Linked DNA regions of Triticum aestivum: region 2 is linked to region 1. The links are chromatin contacts, called in public Hi-C maps. All regions are on one chromosome and are shown on one strand. Each heading gives the region's core, a stretch centred on a gene start, on an enhancer-like site or on the middle of the called end of the contact. The rest is flanking DNA. Distances are from core to core; before and after follow the strand shown. Region 1 holds the start of LOC123049358 (arogenate dehydratase 1). Region 2 holds the start of LOC123053221 (histidinol dehydrogenase, chloroplastic).

Evidence for each region. A called contact is a pair of places that touch in the nucleus more often than the background predicts.
Region 2: a contact with region 1 is called in a Hi-C map of leaf, with 6 times the contacts expected there. The contact joins the promoter of LOC123053221 here to the promoter of LOC123049358 in region 1. A contact is called at or near these places in 2 of 5 Hi-C or Micro-C datasets (both in leaf) and 1 of 1 datasets of contacts at active chromatin or transcription factors (leaf).

Annotation. Positions count from the first base shown.
Region 1 is chr2D:374,416,909-374,419,810 of IWGSC CS RefSeq v2.1, reverse strand. It overlaps LOC123049358 (arogenate dehydratase 1), which reads left to right and starts at 1,634. Exons shown (of 1, transcript XM_044472284.1): 1 at 1,634-2,902. The coding sequence starts at 1,731.
Region 2 is chr2D:374,675,101-374,678,396 of IWGSC CS RefSeq v2.1, reverse strand. It overlaps LOC123053221 (histidinol dehydrogenase, chloroplastic), which reads left to right and starts at 1,953. Exons shown (of 15, transcript XM_044476663.1): 1 at 1,953-2,168; 2 at 2,304-2,395; 3 at 2,502-2,614; 4 at 2,710-2,762; 5 at 2,852-2,924; 6 at 3,232-3,296. The coding sequence starts at 2,522.

The DNA of each region.
Region 1 (2,902 bases), core at 385-2,884:
GTCTGCATCTGAGTACTTATTCTGCTGCAAGTAGTTCTTTGCTTAGGAATTTCCTCACCCTGAAATTCCTCAGTGAAGAATTCATAAAAATCGCCTATTCACCCCCCTCTAGTCGACTTAACGCACTTTCAGCAAGGGAGGGAGCGAGTGAGGATTATGGGGATAATCGGGTATAAGCCAGAGGAAGGGAACTCACGACGGCGCGCCGAGAGGATTAAAGAACCCTAGGTCAAACCATTGGGGATAAGTACACAAGTGTTCGATTTTCGTTATTCTGCTAGAGTTGCTCTCAGCTGGAACGCATGTTTCGTGTCCTTATACCTCTTTTCTTCACTAAATTAAAATATGCCTGATGTAGTGACCGAGAAGCAAATCAATAAAGAAGACTCTAAAAAGGGAAATCAATAAAATGTAGTAAGTAAGGAAATTAAAAAAACATTACAAGAAAACTAATGAAATCAAAAAAGCTCACAAACAATTTAAAACAATTCCCTTGTGTTCCCCTGTTTTCCTTTAAAAATATCAATGTATTTTGTTTCTATTAAAGAACAAGTCCAATCCAATCCTCAAATACCACTCATCCAATTCTCATTTGATTGCACGCACCAAATGATCCTCCCATTTATTTCTTTGTGTACTCCAACCCACTCTCTAAATCTCGCTCCCCCACTAGTTCTGGCACAACATCTACACAACAGAATTTGATACAAAACAATAATTCACATAATCAAAATATTCATACGCAATGCTCACCTCAATCTCTCTCCACCTTTGTATCTCGCTATTCCTCTCTCGGACTCTGTTCCTCCCACTGACTAGTGTTATAATCTTCCTCCCTGGCGTTTCCCATCTCTCCGACACCACCATCTTCCTCAACCTCCTCGACTCCCTCCTGTCTCTCGGGTGCCACCATCTTCCTCGACCTCCTCACTGCAGACTCACACCTCCTTTGCAGGTCGGACATGGCTCTAAGTGGCAGAATACGCGGCTCCGAGGAGGACACGGTCGCTGGACCTGCTCTAACAAGTATCTTCAGTTTTTCATTTTGTGTGCAAAGTGTGTGAGATTGGTGCCACGTCGTTTTCACACAATTTTGACTAAATCAATTCCGTACCTAATGTAAAGTTTGAATCAGGTTGCAATTGCTGAATTAAGAGGTCCACTGGCATTAACATAAGTGGTCAAATCTAAACTTTGGCCCATAACAAAAAGTATTATCATCGACCATGTGCTACATGAACGGCTTGGGATCCTTCATTCTCTAAGACTACAAACACACAACGTCTCCTAAATTGTACGTTTCCGGCACAGAAACGCCAAACTGGTTTGAAGCTCAGTGTGGTTTACAGGTATATACAAGTCGAAACACTACATAATTCTACACCGGAGCAAACGTATGCACAAACGTGGGGGTCTTGGATAAAACGTGGGGTATGCATGAATTATAAATGTTTTGTCCTATTTCCTGGAAGCAGGGCCAGGGCAGATGCATTGTCACGGCCTCGCGGGGGGCCATCACCCATGAGTGGATTGAATCATTCGAATAAACAAAGGACCGGAGACCCACACCAAACAAAGGGCTGCCTATAAATATGCCCTTCTACATCCCATTCTCCTCTCAGCTTCTCGCTTTTGAAGCTGCTCCATCAACCAGTTTCAGTTTTCTCGTTAGTCACTCTACCAGCAATAGCAACAGAGGAGGAAGAGCTAATTGGTGCGGTCGGTTAGTCATGGCTGTCGTGAATTTTGTCAAGCCGCACATTGGGCAGAGCCCAAAGCTACAGGGGCGTACTCCGAGGAGGGGCAGCGGCGTGGTCAGGAGCTCGCTGCAGGGCGCCGTCGTCGGGAACAGGGCGGAGTGGCTGACCAGCTGCGCGGTGCTCTCCAGCAAGGTGGCCGCGCTCGCCCCCCACTCCACCAACGGACACCTCGCGCTGGCGGTGGCGGCTTCGAACGGGGCGGTGCTGGACTTGGTCCCTGTGAAGACTGTTGATGGCAGCGCACGCAGCCTGCCGGCGCCCCTGCGGATCGCGGACCTGTCCCCGGCGCCCATGCACGGCTCGGAGCTGCGCGTGGCGTACCAGGGCGTGCCTGGGGCGTACAGCGAGAAGGCGTCCGCAAAAGCCTACCCGGGCTCCGACGCCATCCCGTGCGACCAGTTCGAGGTGGCTTTCCAGGCCGTGGAGAACTGGGTCGCGGACCGCGCCGTGCTCCCCGTGGAGAACTCGCTCGGCGGCAGCATCCACCGCAACTACGACCTCCTGCTCCGCCACCGCCTGCACATCGTCGGCGAGGTGCAGCTCCCCGTGCACCACTGCCTCCTCGCGCTCCCGGGCGTGCGCAGGGAGGACATCACCCGCGTCATCAGCCACCCGCAGGCGCTGGCGCAGTGCGAGCACACGCTCACCCGCATGCCCGGCCTCAACGCTGCCCGCGAGGCCTTCGACGACACGGCCGGCGCCGCCGAGTACGTGGCCGCCAACGGCCTCCGCGACACGGCTGCCATCGCGTCCTCCCGCGCCGCCGAGCTGTACGGCATGGAGGTGCTCGCCGACGGCATCCAGGACGACTCCGGCAACGTCACGCGGTTCGTGATGCTGGCCCGGGAGCCCATCGTGCCGCGCATGGACCGCCCCTTCAAGACCAGCATCGTGTTCGCGCACGACAAGGAGGGCACCTCCGTGCTCTTCAAGGTGCTATCCGCCTTCGCCTTCCGTGACATCAGCCTCACCAAGATCGAGAGCCGGCCGCACCGGCCCATCCGCCTTGCCGACAGCAGCACCGCCCCGAAGCAGTTCGAGTACATGTTCTACGTGGACTTCCAGGCCTCCCTCGCCGACCCGCGCGTGCAGAATGCACTCGCTGAGGTGCAGGAGTTCACGTCATTCTTGCGGGTGCTCGG
Region 2 (3,296 bases), core at 704-3,203, 260 kb before region 1:
TCGCTGGCGGTTGGGCCGTGGCGCATACGGGTCCGTGAGGCTGTCAGTTGACGGAGCCCTCCTGCCAGTGGCCTTGACAAATTTATACAGGAAAGAACCTTTTAGTACGTAACTGGCATCCTCATGGAGTGACCCAGCGATCTAGAAATATTAGCTGTTCATCCAACAAACGGATGTTTGTTAATTGTTAGTCGGGAACAGCAGAAGATACTGACCATGTGTCATGTTGGTGAAATGTCCATTGGTTGTACGGCCTCGATATATCATTTCAAACACACTAATCGCAGTACGAAGCAACTGTTTATTTGTTATTACACTCACTAACCGCAAATTTGGTTTACTCCTTCGCAGCAGTGAAGACGATTTGCAGCACGCACGCATGTAGCCACATGATTTCGCCAAGATTTACGAACTTGTTTTACAATTAGAGCTTAATTATTTCCTGCATGTAGCTTTTGGTACACTCTTTGGCAGAGATTGCATGCCACATCCACAAGTGCCGGAGCTACCCAAAATTGGTTGGGCGGGCCAAAGGTGGACGGAGCTAAAGAAAGCACATATTTTTTCTCTCAAAAGGCCCACTTTACCTATACTCTTCATTGTTTTTTCAATGGGTTGGGCGGGCCACGGCCCATCTGGCTTTGTTGTAGCTCCGCCGGTGCCATCCACCCCGTCTCCCATATTTTTCTTTTTGACTTCTATATTTCATTTTGCATATTTGTGTTTCTTTGACGTGGGCTTTGAAACAAGCTCACTTTTAAATATGTTTTCACAATTTTTTAAAACTTCATCGAGTTTCAACTACTAAAGTTTCGAAGCTTTCATCAGTCAGGTGTAGAACAACGCTAACTATGTGAACTTTGGTAAATCTTCATCAAGTCTCTCTATGGTTGCATCCTTCAACACCACTCATTACCTTCATGTCATATCTTCCTTCCACTTGATTAATCGTTTCTCTTGTTTTCGAATTGCATGTTAGGCAACCTCATTAGTGCTTTATAACTACCATCATTAAAATTAGAGTAGAAGTTTCTAGTATATCCATTCACCCCACTCTAAACCATTACCACAACCCCCTCACACCAGCTCCCACCACAAATTTGGAGGTAGTTAACAGTGGTGTGAGCCGAGCAGGGAAGGACATGTCTGAGGCCATCATGGAGCAGCGGCGACTGGTTATGTAGGACCTTGGTGTGAAAGAGTTATTCCCTCCGCCACTTAATATCGAGCGTTGCTCTATATTATGGGGCGGAGGGAGTATTTCGCAACGAGGGCACACAAGAGAGCGACAGTGGAAATTTTCTATGGGAAAGAGAGAGGGTCATTGGTTGATGTCCAGGAGTATAGATAAATCATGTTCTTTTAATCATTTGGAGTCTGGTAAACTTTGTGAGAAAAAAAATGTAAATATTCTACCAAAACTTGTTTCAAATAGGGTAATTTTTTGCGAAGATGCCAAAATACCCTAAACCTAGACCGTATATTGTGTCAAGATAAACACCATAAAAGTTGTTTTTAAGATAAAATTATGTTTTTCTTACTACGGATGCAGACGGCCATACATACACACATACACTCATCCCTATGAACGCACGCATACACACCCTACCCTTATGAACATCTCCAAGAAACTGAGCCAGCACATTATCTTGAGAGTAAAATGCGGGCAACAATGTAAGTCTGGGACTTTGAACTCCGGTGGACAGGGGATATCAGAGTCCTCCTAACTATCCAACCACATGATGGTCGCGCCGTAGAACATTGTTGATGTGATCTTTTGTATAAGTCAGTTTTCTCCTATTTCATGTTTTTATAAGGCTATCTTTTAGGACTTTATTTTAAAGCATTTTTTAGCGAAAATTATTTACTTTGAAGTTTTTTTAGGGGATTTATTTCTCTTTTTTTAGGCATAATATCGGGCCTCCGATCCGAACTGCAAATGTGTGGCAGCACTCGGGCAGCCTAGGCTCGGGCCCATCAAAATAAGCATCGCCACCTACGGCCCATTCAGCGCCGCCGGTCTCTCGTTTTCCCCATCCCTTGAGACGGCGCCTCCTTTGCCGGAGCACTCAGTACAGTAGACCACGGTCACGGACAGCGGCGACCTCCTTCACAGCGTCGCTTTGCCGCCGGCCGTAGAAACCCTGCACCGCCGCCGTTTGGTTTCGGTTCGTCTCTCTACCTTCCGTATTATTCGTCGGTCATGGTTTAGCCGTCGGCTTAACCATAGCGCATCTTCCCCCATGCTTCTGATTCTCCAACGCCTCAGAAACAGAATTGAATCGGGCTCTGTTGATGGGCAGCTTGCGCGCTCCGCCTCAGCTCGCCGGCGGTACCAGCCTTGGTCGCGGTTACCGGCCCTGTCTTGCCTCCTCCGGGGTCCCCAAATCCAAAGGTGCGAGCTTTTGACTTGCGTATTCTGTTGTTGTAGCCTTTGTTTCCTAATAAAGCTTGTTGGATAAGATTCTCGGAATTGTGATATGCCTACTTGGTGGTTTCAGTGCTGAGTGTTAGCTGCCCGATGAAGTCCTATAGGCTGTCCGATCTCAGCGATGCCGAGGTTAGCGGCCTCAAGGCGCGCCCTCGCATTGACTTCACCTCCATTTTCAGCACGGTAAGATAATAGTGATATTATTCATGGTCATGGAGTTGAAATTTTGCCCTAGCCTGACATCCATAGGATTTGGATTTGTGGATTTGTGGGATTAGGTGAATCCGATTGTTGAAGATGTGCGCGTCAGAGGTGATGCTGCGGTTAAGGAGTAAGTGTTGTGTACTATTTGATCGTTCATCGCTCTGTTCATGGCCTATTGCAGAGTTTTTCTTACTTTGCTGTACATGGTCTATTCAGTTATACAGAAAAGTTTGACAAGGTCACTCTCGATAATGCCGTTGTGCGTGTTAGCGATCTCCCAGATGCAGAGGTACTCATCTTGTGATGTGCATCTAAATTATGTTGTTTGTCTTGTTAATTTAACCAAAGTCACAAGCAGATAAATTTCAGGCTTTTTCTCTCCACGCACCATATTGATACATGGCTTGTTTGATTACTTATTTCTTCAGTTGCAGCTCCCCATTCTAGGCTTTATCTACTTGCATTCAGATGCTTTCAACCCTTAGAAATAAGTACACCTGATGTTAGTATATTTTGTGTCTAGATTCAGATGGTCCTCAAATAGTATTTTTATCTGCTAGATGATTTTGGCTGTCTCACCTTCATCAAATTTGTAGCTTGATCCAGCTGTTAAGGAAGCCTTTGATGTGGCGTATGACAACATTTATGCCTTCCATGTTTC